Regions from separate parts of the Sus scrofa genome. Here region 1 is linked to region 2. Evidence: chromatin contacts called from public HiChIP or PLAC-seq data. All regions are on one chromosome and are shown on one strand. Each heading gives the region's core, a stretch centred on a gene start, on an enhancer-like site or on the middle of the called end of the contact. The rest is flanking DNA. Distances are from core to core; before and after follow the strand shown.

What was found. HiChIP or PLAC-seq counts read pairs in DNA pulled down with a chosen protein or histone mark.
Region 1: a contact with region 2 is called in an H3K27ac HiChIP or PLAC-seq map of skeletal muscle. The contact joins two enhancer-like sites. A contact is called at or near these places in 23 of 47 Hi-C or Micro-C datasets (adipocytes, adipose tissue, alveolar macrophages and 15 more) and 1 of 2 datasets of contacts at active chromatin or transcription factors (skeletal muscle).

The regions. Positions count from the first base shown.
Region 1 is chr7:29,131,041-29,136,061 of Sscrofa11.1, forward strand. It overlaps DST (dystonin), which reads left to right. Exons shown (of 101, transcript XM_021098579.1): 32 at 384-577; 33 at 2,121-2,283; 34 at 2,993-3,076; 35 at 3,695-3,802; 36 at 4,661-4,759. Among named protein-coding and RNA genes, the nearest start is that of COL21A1, 280 kb to the right of the region's middle. Within about 2 kb of position 2,096, at least 1 of the 83 cell types and tissues checked has an H3K27ac peak or open chromatin away from gene starts, as enhancers often do. A contact at or near this core is called in skeletal muscle, where this site is marked.
Region 2 is chr7:29,060,950-29,065,464 of Sscrofa11.1, forward strand. All of the region lies in intron 9 of DST (dystonin), which reads left to right. Among named protein-coding and RNA genes, the nearest start is that of DST, 250 kb to the left of the region's middle. Within about 2 kb of position 1,277, at least 5 of the 83 cell types and tissues checked have an H3K27ac peak or open chromatin away from gene starts, as enhancers often do. A contact at or near this core is called in skeletal muscle, where this site is marked.

The DNA of each region.
Region 1 (5,021 bases), core at 846-3,345, 71 kb after region 2:
TGATTTTTTAAAAAATCGGATGATCTTTTGTGGGGGTTTTTGGCCATGGTCAAGGCATGTGGAAGTTGCTGGGCTAGGGATCGAACCCTCCCCGTGACAGTGACCCAAGACACAGTAGTGGCAATACTGGATCCTTAACCCACTGAGACACCAGGGAACTCCCAAAGATTATTGATTTTTTTTTTTTTTTAGGTCAAAATACAGTTAAATATTGGCTTTTTATAAGTACAGCCTCGTGTAATATTATGTCTATGAAAGATATTCTTTCCATTGTCTGGTTTTATCTCAGTCATTTGTAAGAATTGTAAAATCAGGTGAATAATGTGTTCGCCCAGGGAGGGGTCGACACCTTTCATTAACTTTCACCAACTGGTGTGTTTCAGCGATGGAGATCAGAGGTTGATGAAAAGAGAGAGGTCTTCCACGCTCTGGAGGATGAGCTGCAGAGAGCCAAGACCATCAGTGATGAGATGTTTAAAACTTACAAGGAGCGTGACCTTGACCTTGACTGGCACAAAGAAAAAGCAGATCAGCTGGTGGAGAGGTGGCAAAATGTTCACATACAGATTGACAATAAGTCAGTGCCTTTTCCATTCGGTTTTAGCTCAGATTTAATCTTTCTCTTGAGTATTCTGGGTAGTCTTGGCGTGTTAGGCATTTATCTGCCTTATGTAATTAATTCTGTAGAGTTAATATCCATATAAAGTTCGTTGTGTTCATTGCAAGGCTCTAATTCCATTTCTTTTTCATAGGATGGACTTTAGCAAGATCTTTAACTTACAAATAAATATTTTTAGTTCCATGTTATGACAACTATTGATCTACTCTGACATGTGTATGGTTAGTCTATTTGCCTTTTTTTGAAGGAAAAAAACAATATAGTTCTCTAATTTTCAACAAGTTGTAATGTCCAAATAACCATGACTTAGTAAGAGGAGCGTGGGTCATGCATTTCCTAGAGCTGGATGTAACATTTACACTAGATAAATAAATAGATAAATAAATAAATAGATAAATAAATAAAGATAAATAAAGAGAGTTCCCTGGTGGCTCAGTGGGTTAAAGATCCGGCGTTGTCACTGCTGTGGTGCCGCAGGTTCCATCCCTGACCTGGGAACTTCCACATGCTGCAGGTATAGCCAGAAAAAAAAAGAGGTGTAAAGAAACGGAAACGCCCTGATGCTCATTTTATTTTATTTTATTTTATTTTATTTTATTTTATTTTATTTTATGTTGTCTTTTTTTGCCCTTTTCTAGGGCCTCCCATGGCATATGGAGGTTCCCAGGCTAGGCGTCTAATCGGAGCTACCGCTGCCGGCCTACACCAGAGCCACAGCAATGCTGGACCTGAGCCTCGTCTTCGACCTACACCACAGCTCATGGCAACACCGGATCCTTAACCCACTGAGAGAGGCCAGGGATCGAACCCGCAACCTCATGGCTCCTAGTCAGATTCATTAACCGCTGAGCCACAACGGGAACTCCCCTGATGCTCATTTTCATCAAAGATATAAGAAAGTTGAAATGATTTCCCAGTGACTGAAATGAAAAAGCAGAGGGAAATAGGTGGTATGGGAGGCTCATCCTAACACAAAAGGAATAGTCTTATTCATTTTTTTACGGGTTTTTTTTCCTTTTTAGGGCTGCACCTGCAGCACATGGAAGTTTCCAGACTAGGGGTCAAATGGGAGCTGTAGCCACCAGCCTACACCACAGCCACAGCAACCCGGGATCCGAGCTGCATCTGTGACCTACACCATAGCTCACGGCAACGCCGGATCCTTAACCCACTGAGAGAAACCCGGTATTGAATGCACATCCTCATGGATTCTAATCGGGTTCTTAACCTGCTCAGCCACAACAGGAACTCCCCAATTTTCCTGCTTTTAGTCTCTTGGGCTCATTCCCAGGATAATCAGTACAACAGCGGGAGTAAACTAGTTTAAAAGCTCAAATGAGGCAGGGGGGGCCCTTGGAGATGGGCCTGGGGTGCTGTGGCTTTAGTTCCTGGACGCACCCCTGTGGTGCTGGCTGCACCCCAGGACAGTTACTTTGTCCCTCCTTCTCCACACCTCCCGCCTCTGCTGGAAGCCGTGACTGTTCCGTGGTTCCTCTCTCAGGTTACGTGACCTGGAAGGCCTGGGCAAGTCGCTGAAGCAGTACAGAGACTCCTATCATCCTCTGGATGACTGGATCCAGCAGGTTGAGACGACTCAGAGAAAGATTCAGGAAAATCAGCCTGAAAATAGCAAAACCCTCGCCACACAGTTGAATCAGCAAAAGGTGCGTCAATAACGATTCCTTGTACTGAGGTTGTGTCTGCATTTGGTCGCTCACGACTTTTATCTTCCTTTCTCATTCAAAGAATAAGTCATCCAATGTAAAAAAAAAGAAAAGAAAAAAGATAAGTCCACTTTTGAGGGAGGGGGATGGGGAGTCCTAAATACTAAGATCTTACTCAGACATGCCTGCATTGCATGGATTTCTTGGATGTCATTTTTGAAGGCGTACGGAATAATATAAAGCAGCGTGCTGGCACAGTGTTCCAAGTCCTAATAATCATTTCATCCCGGCATGGAAATCTCTCTGGCACTTTTCCTGGGATCCTAGATAACTAGAGATTGTTAGTTGTAGAAAACTGAGCAGCCGCATTTGACAGTTAAATGCTTTGGGATTTTTGTTCCATCCTGATGGCCAGTCATTTCTAGCCTCTTTAGATCGGGATTACGTGGGGACCAAGGGTCTCGAGTCTTCTTTTAGATCGTTCCTGTGGAGTTTCGTAATTTCTGCTGTGGAAGCCCCGTGAGGGTGTGTCACTTAGTGGCTTACCGTTGAAAGTTTGTGCTCTAGCCGCAAGCCAGAGGACATCAAGTGCTGCCGGGGGAAAGGGCTGTGTTATTAAGTGGTGTGGGTATTCCTTGGGGCCTGGGATCTTAGTTACCGGACAGTATAGACATCCTTGTCCTCTTTCTCCTCCACTGTGTGTTTATAGATGCTGGTGTCGGAAATAGAAATGAAACAGAGCAAAATGGATGAGTGTCAGAAATTCGCAGAACAGTACTCCGTGGCCGTGAAGGTGAGCGGGCTGGTTCCTTGCGTCCAGGGTAACGTGCAGGGGTGGCTTCGTTCCGTCTCCGCTAAAACTGAGAACCATGTTGGCTTGAGTCTCTTGGACAGTTATCTGTTCATTCTTTGTGGGAACCTGAGTCCCAGGGTGACCCCGGGTTCTTTTATGCCTCCGCCACACATGTGCATAGCACACCCACCCCACGTAGCTCTGGAATCTGACTCTTACCGCCTTGCTGATCCCTCCCCACCTTGCTGGAACTTTCCACGGGAGAACTTCGACCTTAGGACTGTCCTCCCTGTGCTGAGTCGCCCCCCAAGCTCAGCTTCCACCACCTAGATCCTCAGATCTACTTCCTCACCAGAGGAGAGGGAGGCTGGGAATACCAGTGCATTGGCCCTAAGTGTCCCCACGGGATGTGGGACCTTTCCTGGCCACCCTGAATGTTTCTGACTTGTATCACCCCCTGGAAACATCTCGGGATTGGAGCGATTCCTGAAAACGGGGTTCTGCAGTATTTTCTGAAAGTTGGCGAGACCCGGTTAGGTTTCCCTGCGTTAGATCACAGTAGAGGGACCCCCCCAGGCGGAGCTGGGTGAACGTGACCTCACTGGTTCCTTTGCACAGGACTACGAGTTACAGACGATGACCTACCGGGCCATGGTGGACTCGCAGCAGAAGTCTCCGGTGAAACGCAGGAGGGTGCAGAGCTCAGCCGACCTCGTCATCCAGGAGGTGATGCACAGAGGGAGGGTGTAACAGGCAGAAGCCTCGCTTTCACAACCTTGCACTTACACATTTGTCTTGTGGTCACGTGCGCCTAATAGAAAGTTCACCATCCTGGCCATTTGTAAACGTACAGTTCAGCGGCCTTCAGTACATTCATAACGTACTTGACCACGAGCCATTTTCAGAACATTTCATCATCCCCAATAGAAGCGCTCTGCCTATAACAACGCATTTATTAAGGGTTTTAAAAAACCCTTTGAAAATCTTTATTTTTTCTCCTGCAGCGTAGGGACGTTCCCAGGCTAGGGGTTGAATTGGAGGTCGAGCTGCAGGCCTACACCACAGCCACAGCCACACCAGATCTGAGCTGCATCTGTGACCTACACTACAGCTTGTGGCAACGCCCCATCCTTAACCCACTGAGCAAGGCCAGGGATCAAATCTGCATCTTTGAAGATACCTGTTAGGTTCTTAACCTGTTGAGCCACAGCAGAAACTCTGGAAATATCCATTCAAGGTTAATTAATGCAGAATAATAAATGTACCTCATGATTAAATTTAGAAGAGGATTATCAGCAAGTGCAGTTTGCACACAAGTGATCTCATTCTTGGTGGCTCAGCAGGTTAAGGATCTGGCATTGTCACTGCTGTAGCTCGGGTTTCATCCCTGGCTCCAGGAACTTCCACATGCCGCAATGGTGCCACCCCCCAAAAAATCTCATTCCTCTGCGGTTATCATTACAGGGCAGTTGTGGACTTCCCTGTCACAAAGCCTTGTTAAGATTTTAATTATTCCTCAGCGTTCATTCCACTCATTTAGGGCAACTGGAGATGACATTTTTATTATGTTTTCCTTACTTGCAGTTCATGGACCTAAGGACACGGTATACTGCTCTGGTCACCCTCATGACACAGTATATTAAATTTGCTGGCGACTCTCTGAAGAGGCTGGAAGAGGAGGAGGTAACCATTAACCACGGGCAGGTCACTGAAAAGGAGCCACGAGGTGGTTGCATGATACGCTCACATGGCTGAGAGCTGATATATAAGTGATGAATTATAAAATTACTGGGAAAAAGAGAAGCTTAGGATTTGGCAGTTGTTATTAAGATTCTCTCGGATTGAAAACCATTTTTTTTGCTTTTTAGGGCCGCCACTCCTGCATATGGAGGTTCCCAGGCTAGGGGTGGAATCAGAGCTGCAGCTGCCTGCCTATGCCCCAGCC
Region 2 (4,515 bases), core at 27-2,526:
GGGCTGTAGTAAAGCAGCTGGAAACGACCCCAGTCTGTGGTAGAGACATAAGCTGAGGGGCGCCCTCTGGGTGGAGTGATAAAGGCCAGGATTCAGGTCGGCATGAAACGTTGAATCCAGCAAAGAGTTCCCTGGTGGCTCAGTGGGTTAAGGATTCAGCATTGTCACTGCTGTGGCATGGGTTCGATCCACAGCTCTGGAACTTCCACATGCTATTTAGTGGAAGTTTAGGCACGACCAAAAAATTAAAAAAATCCAGGGGGGCATTTTGAAGGAAGTAAGAGAGTTGGTGACAGGGTCTGGAGCATGAAGGATGGCGGGGGCGGGGGAAGCAGTTAAAGATGCCTTTGAACTGCTGAGCCTGGGAGGTAAAAACCAGCAGACTCTAGAAGGAGGGGGAGTGGGTGGGGGTGACAGTAAAGCCGAAGTGCTGGCCTGTGGGGCATCCAGGGCTTCTGTCTGCCGAGCAGATGGGGGGTGTGAGCAGGGCTGGCCAGTCCGAGGAGGCACAGAACCTCGGTAGCCCTGGGAGGTTCCAGCGAGCACCTGGTCCTTGAATCTATCAGGAAGAAGGGATCTTCAGAGGATTCAGGGAAGAGCGTGTGTGGAGAATGTCACGGTCTATGCACGTCGGTCGGAAAAGAATTTCCGGATTCATATTGAGGTGAAAAGAAAGAAGAGTTTATTGAGACAAGAGATGCTTGGAGTTCCCGTCGTGGTTCAGTGGTTAACGAATCCAACTAGGAACCATGAGGTTGCGGGTTCGATCCCTGGCCTTGCTCAGTGGGTTAAGGATCCGGCGTTGCCGTGAGCTGTGCTGTAGGTCACAGACGCAGCTCAGATCCCTCGTTGCTGTGGCTCTGGCGTAGGCCAGCACCTACAGCTCCGATTAGACCCTCTCCAGGGAACCTCCCTATGCCGCAGGAGCGGCCCAAGAAATGGCAAAAAGACAAAAAAAAAAGAGAGAGAGATGATGTTAAGTGCAGTGGGATGACTTCCTGATGATCAGGGAGAGCCGACCCGGGCGCGTGGTCGTGTGTTTTTGTAGCCCAGGGAGAGGAGAGGTCTCAGGATACACCTGCTGACCTGCTGACTGGTTGGGGGAAGAGGGGTCTCGCCATACACTTGATGGTTGGTTGGGGGCATCTAAGGCCCCTTTGGGGACGGGGCGAGGAGTGGGCAACATGCCTTTCCTGGTCGGGGGCGGGGAGGAGTAGGGTCAGTTGCTCAACATGGGGGGGGGGGCGCATTCCAGTGAGGCAGTGGGGTGATGATAAGGGCCTGGTCATTCTTGTCTCGGCCAGAGGTTTGAGTTCCATCTCCTGGAAGGGGCCTTGAAGTTCTGCAGAAAAGAGCGGAGGGCAGAGGGCGGAAATCGGGAAGGCCAGGCCCAGGGCAGCAGGAGGAAACAGAGCTTGAGGAGGCCCCGCCTGGCAGCTGCCGTTCCTCCAGCCAGCGTCCCTCTAGTGTCAGTGACCCTTGCCTTACTGTGGGAGACCCTCCCGAGCCTGCACGACACCCCCTCCTCTGCATCCCGTCTTCATCTGTGTGGGGCTAGATTCACCAGCCTGGATTACACTCAGTTTGGTGAACATTCTCCCAAGAGATAGGACAACGTATTTCATTTCCTGCGACAGCAACAAGGAAACGTAGTGTTGGTGAAACCAAGGAAGGAGAACTTCGGGTAGAAGGGGAGGCCGAGCAGGGGGAGCACTGCCAGAACCTGAGAAGATGAAGGCTGAGTTAGCGGTTTCCTCTCCAAAGACCTGGCAGCCTTGGAGAGGGTGCTCGAGAGGGTGCTTGGAACTCCAGGTGGCAGAGCCCAGAGCAGAATGTGAATGTGGTTGGAAGTAGAGGCAGTAGGTTTAAACCCTACGTTGGAGGAAACTTAAAGCAAAAGTTCATTCGAAAAAGAATTATAGGCGTTCCTGTTGTGGCTCAGCGGGTTAAGGACCCAGTGTTGTCTCTGTGAGGGTGAGGGTTCGGTCCCTGGCCTCACTCAGCTCAGTGGGTAAAGGATCCGGTGTTTCCATGAGCTGTGGTGTAGGTCACAGATGCAGCTCGGATTCCACCCAGCCCTGGACGTCCATGTGCTGCAGGTGTGGCCATAAAAAGAAAGAAAAAAAAATTCTGTATTAAGAAAACTCTTTGGAGTTCAGCTATCTCTGGAGGAGAGATGAGGGCCAGCCATAAAAACACCAAAATAGGTTTTCCTAGTTCTTTTTTAAAAAAAATTTACTGAAGTATAGTTGATTTACAATGTGTTAATTTCCGCTGGATGGAAAAACGTTATAGACAAAACTGAATATGACTATATATATATATATACTTCTTCATTGCCTTTTCCATATCACAGAATATTGAATACAGTTCCCTGTACTATACAGCAGGGCCTTGTTTAGCCATACTAGATGTAATCCTGTGCATTGCTAACCCCGAATGCCCAAGAGTTTTGCTTCTGATATGATTCTGTGGCATGTTATGAAATCCAGTGCATTTTAGGACTGAAATGACAAGCGGTTATGACTGTTACCACCAATAGTTAAAAATTAGAACAAGATATACTGAAAATGGAACATTTCGGTGTTTTGGTAAAATAGAAATGCCCCTTTGTATCTAAAGAAATAACTGATCTTCACCCTATGATAATTTAAGATGAGAAGGATTTTGCTGGTCATGCCAAGCGAGATGGCTATTTATAGCAGTGGTCGTCATCCTTGCTGAAAATGACTGGGCCTTTTCCCATCAGACTTTATGCAAATCCGGGAAGTAATTTCAGAAGACCAGTGTGTTTCTTTATTTAAAAGTATTTGTTGGAGTTCCTCTTGTGGCTCAGTGGTAATGAACCCGACTAGTGACCATGAGGATGTGGGTTCGATCCCTGACTTCACTCATTGGGTTAAGGATCTGGTGTTGCTCTGAGTGGGGCGTAGGTCACAGATGTGGCTCAGATCTCACGTTGCTGTGGCTGTGGTGCTGGCCAGCAGCTGCAGCTCTGATTTACCCCCTAGCCTGTGAACTCCCATATGCCGCAGGTGCAGCCCCCCCAACCTCCCCCCCCACCCCATTTGCTCTGAGCATTGCTCATGGTCAGGCTGTCTGAAAGTAAGCATTACCCATACAATAGTCCTGTATTAACTACCATAAGCTAGATCAGAGACACAAAGGTAATGAAATATTTTGGTCTATTGGGAGAATGTTCATAAAATTGACTCTAATGTGGGGTGATGAGTCTATTGCAATAGCAATAAAAATAAGGATTTGGGGAGGGAGAGTTGGGTGAGGTGGGGCAGGCCTTAGAGAAAAGAGGAAATTGTCACTGATATTACAGATAGGCCTTGCAAGGTGAGTGCCAGCCACCTGCACACTGAAGCTGGGCCGTTTCTGGGAGAGAGCGGCCAACAGTGGCCTGGAAATGGGCTGTTGCCAAGTTTGGTGGGGCTCAAAAGAAGCATTACGTCACTGGTTGTGCAGCTAGCCTGTCAGGACAAATACCAGCCGCTTACTGTTAACATTCTCCTAAATAATGTGTCATAGCCAATGAAGATGAAACTGATAGTATTGACGGCCTGAACCTAGCCAAAACCCAGACTGGGACTTGAACCCACGTGCCGGGCCTCGAACCCAGCCTACACCCAGATTGGGACTTGAATCCAAGGTTTTAAATTAGAATCTCTTGGCCTGTGTCTGGACTCACTGAGGTTCAGGTTCTTCATGTCTCTGCGCAAAAGGAATTCAGCAAGAGACAAAGTGATAGGCAAGAAATAGATTGATTAGGATAGGATGCTTGTGAGAGTAGCAAGCTCCGCCCCGAGGATCGGGGTGGGCTACAGTTTTTGTCATTCAAGGGCAGTGGGGGTTGGAAAAGCCCGCCTCTTCCTTTCTGGGAGTAGTAGCTCCTCCTCGGTATCCGGTAAGGTGTGTATTCAAATCAGCTGAAGGGCGGTCCTCAAGCTCCTGCCCTTGGTCTGAATCTGAAAGGAGGCCTCATCCCACCCCCACCCAATGACCTGAGGCAGTTCTCAAGGCTCCACTAAGGAAGCAAGTCTGCCTTGTCTGATGGTTTTCTTGAGCAATTTACTAACTTACAATGATCTCCCAATATCCCGCCAGTTTCCCTCGTTAAATATAGTCCTTTTTCTTTTTTTTTTTTTTGTCTTTTCTAGGGCCGCACCCATGGCATATGGAGGTTCCCAGGCTAGGGGTCTAATCGGAGTTGTAGCTGCCAGTCTTCGCCACAGCCACAGCCACAACAACACGGGATCCAAGCCGCATCTGCGATCTACACCACAGCTCACAGCAATGCTGGATCGTTAACCCACTGAACGAGGCCAGGGATTGCACCCGCAACCTTATGGTTCCTAGTTGGATTTGTTAACCTCTGAGCCACCACGAGAATAAATATGGTCCTTTATCCGGGACTTCTGCCACTACCTGTGCCTACTCCATCCCTATCAAAGATATTGAAAATCAAATTGAAAACAAACATACACAAACAGACAAACCCAGAGCTTT